Regions from separate parts of the Mus musculus genome. Here regions 2, 3 and 4 are each linked to region 1. The links are chromatin contacts, called in public HiChIP or PLAC-seq and capture Hi-C maps. All regions are on one chromosome and are shown on one strand. The core of a region is the stretch at or near the end of the contact, and the rest is flanking DNA. Distances in the headings are between cores, read along the strand shown.

Region 1 (2,562 bases), core at 44-2,543:
ACCTACCCCTGAGACAGGGTTTCTCCATGTAGCCCTGGCTGTCCTGGAACTTGCTCTGTTTATCAGGTTAGCCTTGCACTCAGAGATTTACCCACCTCTGCCTGGGTTTAAAGGTGTGCATCACCATCAACCTACTAGGCAACAATTCTATTAATTTCAAGTAAACAGATATCTGACTACTCAAGTTTTTCCTTTCTGCATTTCAATGTGAGGCATGACATTGCAATGGAAGTCTTACTTGAATCTTATTTTTGCATACAAGCAATATATGTTATGTCTTTCACACTTTATAGTCAAGGAAATAGAGTATATATAATTCAACATGCCTTGATTTGCTTATTCTGGAGTCATGAAATCAAAGGAACTCCTCCTGGGATTTAGGGACATTTAATTAGTAAGAAGCTACATAGAAGCAAAAGTGCTCCTGGAAGCTTCCATTTCCTAGACAAACCTAGGTGAGACCAGTTGAGATAAGCGATACATCCCTGACCGCAGGGATGGCCTTTCAACCGAAGAGATGCAAAATCCGCGCGGATTTCAAATGATCCCCAAGTGAACATCTAAAGTCCGTTTCGCAAAGCCCCAACAACCAGCCTTGAGGGACAAGGACGCCAGCTAATCTATCTGAGAAATCCATCAGGCCAATATTTAAGATGTAAAATGCTTAAACCCTTATCATCGTAAGGTAAGTTTATTTGGAGTTCCTCGTTTGTCAAACCGCGTGATGCTTTGGAAAGAGTCACAAGCTGATCCACAGAGATCTGCCCAAACTTAGGGTGTAATTCGGCTACATGTTGTACAGGTCACACTCCGACCGTGCAGGTTACATTCCTAACTCCTCCACTGCCTGCTCGACCCAACACCGAGAGGATTTAATCCTGAACACCGCAGTAACCACGCCAAACTCACAAAAACTCTGCTGTTCCTCATAGGACCGAGCACCGCCCTGTGTTTGGCGCATGCTGGGAATTGTAGTCCTACACAGCGCCAAGAAAAGCAGTTAAGAAACTTGAAGAGACTATAGTTCCCAGCATGCCCGAGGACGATCTCCGCCCACCCTCGCAAGCCGAGGAGGTCTGGCCGGGTGAAACCCGGCGTGGTTCTACCTTAAAGCTCTCCAGCCTAAGAGGGCCGGGTGGACCTGACTCACCCTGTAATTATGATAGTGCGTCTCCACGAGATGCTTATGGCGAGACTTATCGTGGCCGAAGTTGGATTTCTCACAGACCAGTAAGTGCCGAGGCGCCTCTTGCAGCCTGCGCAGCGTGGCCATGTTAAGCAGGAGTCCAGGCGAGCACCGCCTCTTGGCCCGCCTCCCGGCCCGCCCCTCGGCCCGCCCCTCACCCCACCATTCGCCCCTTTCTGACTACACCCCTCCCTCCACCACGCCCTAACCCTTCTTTCTTTCCCTGTCTGTCAGTTCCTGCAGGCACTGGGTCTGAAGGTTCTCAAGAACCTGGCATGGGGCTGGTGAGATGGCTCAGCGGGTAAGAGCATTGACTGCTCTTCCAAAAGTCCTGAGTTCAAATCCCAGCAACCACATGTTGGCTCACAACCATCCGCATCTTAAAAAAGAAAGAAAGAAAGAAAGAAAAAACCTGGCACATCCATTCTATCCCACAGTTTCTCCGTGGAGGAACAGTGCATATACCTGGACAGGACTCAGAGAAGGACTGGACCCTGACACCTTATAAAAAGGAGGAAGATAGGACAGAGGAAAAGCCTAGTATAGTCAGGAAATACATCTGCTTTGCAGCACTGTTTTCCTGACTCCTCATATGGTCTCGTTCCTAATGCTCACCCACCCGCAGGCCCCTAAGTTCCCACTGATCCTTCCCAAAAAGTATAGGAAATTACAGAGGAATATAATATGACATTTCTGCATTTTTACTTCCAACAGAACTTCTTTGCTTTGTTTTTAATTATTTAATTTATTTTTTTCATTTCCAACATTACTATTTTGTGATTTTACTCCAAATCTCAGTTTCTTTGCTGAATTGTACTTCCATGTACACTGTTGCTATCTTCAGACACACCAGAAGAGGGCATTGGATTCTATTATGGATGGTTGTGAGCCACCATGTGGTTGCTAGGAATTGAACTCAGGACCTCTGGAAGAGCAGTCAGTGCTCTTAACCAATGATCCATTTCTCCAGCCCCCATAGCTAATTCTTAAAAGCCATATTGTTGATTTTTCTCATCTATTTTACTCTCTGTGTGTGCACACACATGCGTGCGCACGTGCACGTGTGTGCACAGCAGACTTTCCAGGTCCTTCCTTAGGGAAGATTGAATTAATCTTTTTGCTTCAATCTTTTTTGAGGTCTTAAAGTATTTTTACTAGGAAACTTCTGAAATCACCCAGAATTTTACCTATTTCAGTATCATTGAATCCAGGTGTTAAGTTATTTTGTCTTGAGACAGGGTCTCATTATATATCCTGGCTGGCCTCAGACTCAATATATAGACCAGGCTGGTCTCAAACTCAAAGAGATCTACCTGCCTCTGCCTCCTGAGTGCTGGGATTTAAGATGTGAACCACCACTCTGGGATAATTGATTT
Region 2 (2,562 bases), core at 31-2,530, 940 kb before region 1:
AACTAACCAGTACCCCGGAGCTCTTGTCTTTAGCTGCATATGTATCAAAAGATGGCCTAATAGGCCATCAGTGGAAAGAGAGGCCCATTGGACTTGCAAACTTTATATGCCCCAGTACAGGGGAATGCCAGGGCCAAAAAGGGGAAGTGGGTGGGTAGGGGGGTGGGGGGTATAGGGGACTTTTGGTATAGCATTGAAAACGTAAATGAGCTAAATACCTAATAAAAAAATGGAAAAAAAAAAGTAGGGTTGAAGGTGCTGAGAACCAATCCTGGATCCTCTTAGAGGAGCAGTAAGCACTTACTGCTGAGCTGTCTCTCCAGCCCACACATTTTTTTTTTTTTTTTAAACAATGTCAGATCTCAGGCTTACATTGCTTATCTAGTGCATAGAGTCTTAGCTGTACTTCGTTGCCTGGGTCCTCCATCTCAAGTCTCACTTGGTTCATTGCATTTTCAAAGTCCTGCTGACTGACTCTCGGCTTTGGTCTATCCAGGTTCACCTGAGCCACTGGTAACCTGAAGACCTGCAGAGACTACAAACACTGGTTTCTATTTGTTCCTTGCCCTTCATTTCTGCAGCAGGATTGCCGATTTGTCCCAAACCCTACAGAGCAAAATGCCATAGTTATATTCTCTCTCTGCTGTCCCAATAATCTAGTTTCAAATGATCACTGAATAAAATCTGTCTACAGATTACAGATTTTTTTCCTCTACATTTTATTTGAATTTGACAAGGGTTATTCCAAGGAGAGAGAAAAAAAAAGACGTTGTAAAATGTAAAGGCTCATTTAAAGCAAATTTATTCAAATGGAGTGTAGGTTTAGATTTTTGAGTTACCTCTCTCAACTAGGTCAACCAATTGCTTGAAACCCACGCTGGTGATAAGGGATTACGCATCTGCTGCGCTCCACTTAGCTAGCAATTGGTGCTTGGACAAAGTGTCACCTTCGCCAAGGCACTGTCTCCCTTAGGAAGTCGCCTGCAAGCCTGAGTGCTTTGGTGACATGAGGTCGCTGCTAGTCCAGGCTTTCTAGGCGGCCTGAGCACATCCATTCGTACAAGACAGGCGAGGTCACTCTTTAGAGCTCTCTCGCTGGGAAACCGTCAAAGCAATATCCTTCTGTCCTGCTAGCCAGACCAGATGACAGAGCGGGGCGGCTCCGCGGGCCCGCGACAAACCTCGCTGGAGACTTTGGGCCAGACAGTAGAGGCTGCAAGCTTACCTAGGACACCAGCACCGCGTACTCTTCTGCTCAAGGAAGGAAGTTAAAGCCAGCCTTGAGGACAAACAGAGCCGAGACGCTTAAGAATGGGTGGAATCGGTGGGAGGAACTGGGCAGGGGGCGGATCCAGAAGTGAATCCTGAGTGGAACGAAAGACTCCAGGAACAGAGGAAGGCAGAGGAAAAGTGAGACTGGGGGCGTGGTCTGAGTTGGGCCCGAGAAGGTTTCAGGGATGGGCACTTGGTTGAGGAAGCAGAAGCATGGCGCATGACTCTGGCCGCAGAGGACAAGGAGCTTTGGGCAGAGAAGGGCCTATGGGTGCAGAGTTCAGTGAGTGAGCTCTGGGAATTGGGTTCAAAGAACAAGGTGCAGGGGATTGGATGCAGAGGGTAGGGTGCGGGGCTTTGGGGTAGGAGGCAGAGAACCGGGTGCTGGGCAGAGAGGGGAGGGTGCTGAACGTAGCCGATAATGGACTTCCCCGCAGAGTGCTGGGTGCAGGGGCACACACCATGGTGTTCAGCTTTTTGCTTTTTATTTTAAAACATTTGTTTCGAGGCAAAAATCTCACGATAAATTGCCTCACTTAAACTTTGCTGATCCTTCTGTCTCTCTGCCTGTTAAGTGCTTGGATTACCGTGGACATCCCAACCTATTTTCGTTTAGAATTGGGGTGCCCAGCCTCTCTGGGTTTCTGCAGCCCATGGTTTCTCAGTCCAGACAGTGTTTTACGTGGGAAATCTCTGACCGTTGGTTCCATTCTCCCGTTGTGATCCTGCTCTCCAGAGCAGGTCTCTTAGGACTATTTCTGACTAGCAATTTGTTCAGCCCTTGCCTGCTGTTTATTAAACACCATTTTTCATCTCCGGACAGTCTGCTTGACAGGAGTGAACCGTTGAAACCCACGCTGGTGATAAGGGATTACGCATCTGCCGCGCTCCGCTAACTAGCAATTGGTGCTTGGACAAAGTGTCACCTTCGCCAAGGCACTGTCTCCCCAAGGAAGTCGCCTGCAAGCCTGAGTGCTTTGGTGACATGAGGTCGCTGCTAGTCCCGTGTGTTTCCACCTGTGACAACGACTTTGGGGTCAGTTGCCACCTTTTCTGTAAGCTGTCAGAAGGGTTAACTCTGGCTCTATGCTTCCAGGTATTTCTTTTACAGTAAGCCACAGCTCAAGCAAAGGAATTGGAACTTCCTTGAATTGAATTGAAAGCACCAGGGAAAGTGGTACCAAGGTGACTGTGATATCCCGCTGTGTAATTGCCGGGGAGGGACCTATTATGACTCTGTTAGGCACAAAGGACTTTGTACTCTTCATTCTCCCTCCTGTATCCTGCTTC
Region 3 (2,562 bases), core at 19-2,518, 740 kb before region 1:
GCATGGCCCCTGGGATCAAATGAGCATTGAGTCTTAAAATTGGGGTACCTAGACCCGCAACATCTACCTATATTACCTGGAAATATGATAAGCATACCAATTTGGAATTGTTACTCCAGACCTCAAGAGGACTCTGAGAGAGAAACTTAGCAACTCTGTCTTGGTGAGGTCTCTAGGTATAGCCTATGCTGCTGAAGTCAGAGACTCTGGCTTCAGACAGGCCTATGGGAGGGAAGCTGAGCACTCCCTGTGATTTGTCAAGGTCTCAGAATATCCCTGGGATAGAAATTTAAACTGGTGTTGGCAGCTTGCTGTGGTACTTGGAGGGTGGGAAGCTATTTAATTTATCATGAATGGCTTTCCCCAGAGTGTTCATGAGCTGGGGAAGAAGAGAGGAACACAATAAAAATAGGAGCATCTCAATGTGCTGGAGCCCAGACAGAGCCTGAGTAACTCTGGACCACAGCTTGGGAGCAGCACCAGATGGTGAAACTTGGACCAGAGCATGGGTTAAATACTGGCCAGGGGAATACAGCTAAATCTTACGTCATCAACAAACATTCCCAGCATGCACGGCTTGCGGTGACAGTGAGAAATTAAGACATCTCTTCTGGGCTGAGAATTTAGTTAGAGACATAACTCTTAAACCAAACAAACACAATGCACAAAGTTATAACTCAGAGTCTATGAAGGAGAGCTTGCTGTGAGTACTCCAGAAGAGCTGGACAGAGTGGCTGCAAGAGGCAGAAGGACAAGAATGACAAAGGTCGACACTTGTACTTGCTGCGATCAACAGGTGGTGACGTCTGATCTCGAGTGACAGCTGTGCGGCTTTGTGAACAAATGCTGATACATTGCAATTACTATTTGTTCCTTGACAAGAATTCATGTCTGAGCACAGTCTAAAGGACCTTGAGTAAAATAAACAATAGTGTAGGGCTTCAGTAGTGAACACATCTCCACCACTTCAGCAAGCCCCTCTATGAGCTCAGTAGAGCAAACACACCCTAGGACTACAAAGTATAAGGTTGATAGGCTGATAGATGACTAGCTGAAAGAGAGCAAACAGCTCTTAGCATGCAGCATCCCAGAAGCACCTGGGATCATCTTCTCTTCACTTTGCCCTAACTGAATACATTCCTGCTTTCTCTAGGAGTGACATGGTCCAGTATTCTCAGTGGATGCCTTACTACAGACAGTACTTACTCCTATGTGGGCTACTACAGAGCAACCACAGACCCAGTGTTAATCTGTTCTTCCACATTGTGTGCCGTAACACCTCTGCATCATTCCTCTTGTCCTTTGGGACCATTATGAAGAAAATCATGGTTATATGTGTGCAAGCATTGTGACATCATGACAAATGATGTGATAGCTGAGGTGACTAATGGTGGCTACACTGGGCAAAGGGATGTCTCTTATCTTGGATGGGAACAGGACAGTGTGAGATTTTTACCATGCTTCTAAGATTGGCACGGCATTTTAAATGTATGAACTGTTTCTCATAGTTTCCGTTTAGCAATTTCAGACAGAGCCTAATCTTGGGTAAATAAAAATCCCAGAAAGTGGAACCAGCAGAGAGAGAAGCCAGCTGAACACTTTTTCTGTATGACAGCGCTGGGTCATCAACAAAAGGGTGAATGGCACTCACGCTGTGTTTGTTATGATGGGAAATCATGAAATAAAACATTGGAAATGGTGAAAGCAGATCTGGGGAGACGGCTCAGTTCGTAAAATTGCTTGCTGTGCAAGCACAAGAACCTGAATTCAGATCCTAGAATGCAGGTGATCAGCTGGGATAAAGTAGCAGTGGTGTGCCTGCAATTGCCAGTGTTCGGGAGGCACAGAGAGAAAGGTCCTGGGGTCTAGCTGGTCAGACAGTTCAGCCTAGTGGTTTCTGACCTTCCTCATGCTGTGACCCTTTACTACAGTTCCTCATGTTGTGGAACCATAAAATTATTGTGTTGCTACCTCATAACTGTAATTTCCTGACTGTTATGAATCATAATATAGATATCTGATCTGCAAGCCGATATGTGACCCTTGTGAAAGGGTTCTTTGATCCCTAAAGTATTCAAAACCCACAGGTTGAGAACCACTGATTTACACAAGTCAGTGAGTTCCAGGTTCAGTGAGATACTGTATCCCAAAATTGCAAGAGGACAATGGATAGCAGAAGAGACGTGATATAGACCTCTGGCTTTCACATGTACACATCTCTACATAGATGTGCGTGCATACATAGGTATGCACATGCACACAGTCACATACAATACACACACACACAGAGACACATACATATATATTCTACAGTTCTTATATTTACCACTTAATCTACATACACACAGGAAAAAGGAAGAAAATGTGAAAGTGTTTGGGTCGTTCCTAACGGCTTGTTGTGAGGGCCAGAGTCTGCTCAGTTGAGAGCGTCTGGACTTGCTGTTGGAAGCTGACACCTAAGGCTTCATTGACTGCTTTGATTCAGGTGTTACTCTTTAGTTTACAGCTCCCACTGCCTTTCTGGTGGGGAAAAGCAATAAATCCCTTCTCAATGGTCCTATT
Region 4 (2,562 bases), core at 28-2,527, 520 kb before region 1:
CCAATGGTTAGTGGTGTGTGAAGTGGCCAGTTCCATCTCTACATGGTATAAAAGTCATGCCCTTGCGCATCAATAGTTCAGTAGCCTTTCTACTAGAGCCACAGTGCAGATCCAGATATACCTGAGGCTCTCTCTCCATCTCACTTGCCTATGACACTGACACTGAAGCGCCTGTTTATGTCTGGAAGGTTGGATGATGAGCTTTCTCACAAGGGACCATCTGCTTCAAGAACAGTGCAGACTTCATAAAAAAACAAAACAAAAAAAACCAACTCCATCAAAAAAAAGCAGGCAAGGCGTGGCACAGTCGCTGCCACTGGCATTATTCTCCCCTTATGTCACCCTTGTCCTCTTATCCTGGCCCTAAGGGAAAGAGTTCTAATCAGAAGATGCCTTTTAAAAGTTAACTTTTTAATTCAATTTCATGTAAGTAATTAGCATGCAAATAAACACCCATGGGAGGGAGCATGCATTTTGAAATATTTTTTGTACAGTCTGGACTAGAGGCCACTTCATTCAGTACATATGGTCAAATTTACCCAAACACTCTACATAGATCAGGAGCACACACAGGGCGTTAGGTGACTGGAGACATCCCCACTGGAAGAAGCTGGGGATTCCTGAGAAAGGCTGGTGCCTGAGGGTAGCTGAGTACCTGTGAGACACCCTAGGCACTGAAGGAGTTAAAGGAACCTGCAGTTCTTCACTTTAGAGCATGACACACATTCCAAGTGATGCTTAGATGGAGAGTTACGGCTGTGAGATGCCATGAGTCTCAAGCCACTCTTGACGCCTTCTTTTTCCTGCCACAGTCTGTACTGATCATTGTTGGCACATTTGGCTCTGGCTCTAAACTCTTCTTAAGCTTTAAAAAGTTAAATACGGGCTGGTGAGATGGCTCAGTGGGTAAGAGCACTGACTGCTCTTTCAAAGGTCCTGAGTTCAAATCCCAGCAACCACATGGTGGCTCACAACCACCCGTAATGAGATCTGATGCCCTCTTATAAAAAACAAAACAAAACAAAACAAAACAAAACAAAACAAAACAAAAAAAAAAACAAACGTTAAGTACAATTACATAATTCCCTCCTCTTCCAGTGCCTCCCATGCACTTCATTGCCTCTTTCTTTTTTTATTATAACTTGAACACACACACACACACACACACACACCTAAATATATATACAACCTGCTCAGTCGTTTAGTCCTACTAGTGTGTATTTGATTTCAGGGTTGAGCACTTGGTATTGCATAACCAAGTAGGGGCTCATCCCTGAGGAAAGTACTTCTGCTTTCAGCATTTCTTAGTTGCTGTAGTTGCTTAGTTGCTTATGAATGGGGCCCCCTGAGAGCTCACATTCCCTGTCAGCAGGTTTGTCTGATATTTTATTTCTTTAGGTCTTGTTTAGGCAGCCATGTTATTTAGGTACCATGGGTGTGTTAAGCCCCTAAGACAGAAGAAAGAAATTCCCCTGTACTGCTCCAAGTCACTTTCTTGGAACATTTGCTCCCTTGCCCCAGGAGGGGTGAAAGGAGTCAAAGTGGGAGGGCATCTGCAGGAGCCACAGCAGCCCCTCCCATTCCCAGAGGTCTTCTCCCTCCCTCCTGCTGTGGCATGTAGTCCTCAGGACCTCCCCTCCCCCTCTTTGCCTCCAGGGAAAGATTTATTTTAAGGAATGACCCATATGACTGTGAGGGCTAGCAATTCTGCAGTGCCATCCTGGTCTGAAAGCAGACTTTGTTCCTTCTCATGGAGTACTGTCCTTTTCTCTGGAGGTCTTCAACTTCAACGTTATGAAGGGTCAATTGCCTTGGTCAACTACTGACAAAAAATATCCAGCACATTCAACAAACATTAGGTAGGTATTTGAGCAAGAACCTGGGTCCCATAGCACAGGAACCTTAACAACCATGCATCATACATTAGCTTATCCAACTGTTAGTGTGTCCCTATACTATCGTCAGTCCTAGCAATTTCTGAACATTCTGAGGAAGAAACAAGCAACATACTCAAGATTATGAGGGAGAAGAGGCACAGGTTGGTAGCAGTGTAAACAGTGGATGTTGTGGAGAAAGCCACACAAAAAGAGGGCTCACTTGTACATACACACACATGCTCAGGTATCATATGCACATATACAAAGTTCAGGAGGTTTCCTCGCATCCCACCCTTTTTAGCATCACTAGGCAGAAGAGGGGCTGCTTTCTCACCAGAAGCAGCATCTATCCACTCATTCATTATCTTTTCCACGAACCTGAGAGAGAGATTGAAAGAGCCAATCTTCCTTCTCAACATAGTTCTTTATGGTTTCATCCCTTTCATCAACATCTCAAGCATGAGCAATGGATGATGTGTGATGTTTGGGACTTGTGCTCTCCAGAATGCCAAATCTCACAGCCATAATGAATGGCTTAACTCTTCAGCACAACTGGACACATCCTGGACCGCCAAAGAGGATGAGGGGCTCAGAAGTGCACCACAATCCCTACCATCCAAGGTGTCTCCCTTCTAAACCACAGACCAGCATACAGACCACCACTAACTAACAGATTGAACATCAT

What was found. HiChIP or PLAC-seq counts read pairs in DNA pulled down with a chosen protein or histone mark. Capture Hi-C pulls out chosen DNA fragments and counts their contacts.
Region 2: an H3K4me3 HiChIP or PLAC-seq map of pro-B cells shows a contact between it and region 1, with 8 times the contacts expected there. The contact joins the promoter of Eci3 here to the promoter of Rpp40 in region 1. A contact is called at or near these places in 14 of 39 promoter capture datasets (the 3T3-L1 cell line, 3T3-L1-derived adipocytes, the C10 cell line and 8 more), 5 of 115 datasets of contacts at active chromatin or transcription factors (astrocytes, embryonic stem cells, forebrain and 1 more) and 1 of 9 other capture datasets (adipose tissue).
Region 3: a contact with region 1 is called in a capture Hi-C map of macrophages, with 4 times the contacts expected there. The contact joins the promoter of 4930529N20Rik here to the promoter of Rpp40 in region 1. A contact is called at or near these places in 10 of 39 promoter capture datasets (the 3T3-L1 cell line, 3T3-L1-derived adipocytes, the C10 cell line and 6 more), 4 of 115 datasets of contacts at active chromatin or transcription factors (bone marrow-derived macrophages, embryonic stem cells and oligodendrocyte precursor cells) and 2 of 9 other capture datasets (adipose tissue and macrophages).
Region 4: a contact with region 1 is called in an H3K4me3 HiChIP or PLAC-seq map of bone marrow-derived macrophages, with 3 times the contacts expected there. The contact joins the enhancer-like site here to the promoter of Rpp40 in region 1. A contact is called at or near these places in 5 of 39 promoter capture datasets (the 3T3-L1 cell line, 3T3-L1-derived adipocytes, hematopoietic stem and progenitor cells and 2 more) and 3 of 115 datasets of contacts at active chromatin or transcription factors (bone marrow-derived macrophages, embryonic stem cells and fetal liver).

The regions. Positions count from the first base shown.
Region 1 is chr13:35,905,054-35,907,615 of GRCm38.p6, forward strand. It overlaps Rpp40 (ribonuclease P 40 subunit), which reads right to left and starts at 1,294. Exons shown (of 8, transcript NM_145938.4): 1 at 1,151-1,294. The coding sequence starts at 1,273.
Region 2 is chr13:34,962,529-34,965,090 of GRCm38.p6, forward strand. It overlaps Eci3 (enoyl-Coenzyme A delta isomerase 3), which reads right to left and starts at 1,281. Exons shown (of 9, transcript NM_026947.4): 1 at 1,226-1,281. Gm16984 (a long non-coding RNA gene) reads left to right here and starts at 1,422. Exons shown (of 3, transcript XR_873227.2): 1 at 1,422-1,555; 2 at 2,096-2,308.
Region 3 is chr13:35,166,536-35,169,097 of GRCm38.p6, forward strand. 4930529N20Rik (RIKEN cDNA 4930529N20 gene) reads right to left here and starts at 1,269. Exons shown (of 2, transcript NR_153831.1): 1 at 1,207-1,269; 2 at 611-911.
Region 4 is chr13:35,387,309-35,389,870 of GRCm38.p6, forward strand. No RefSeq gene overlaps it. Among named protein-coding and RNA genes, the nearest start is that of Gm22674, 95 kb to the left of the region's middle. Within about 2 kb of position 1,278, at least 1 of the 459 cell types and tissues checked has an H3K27ac peak or open chromatin away from gene starts, as enhancers often do. A contact at or near this core is called in bone marrow-derived macrophages, where this site is marked.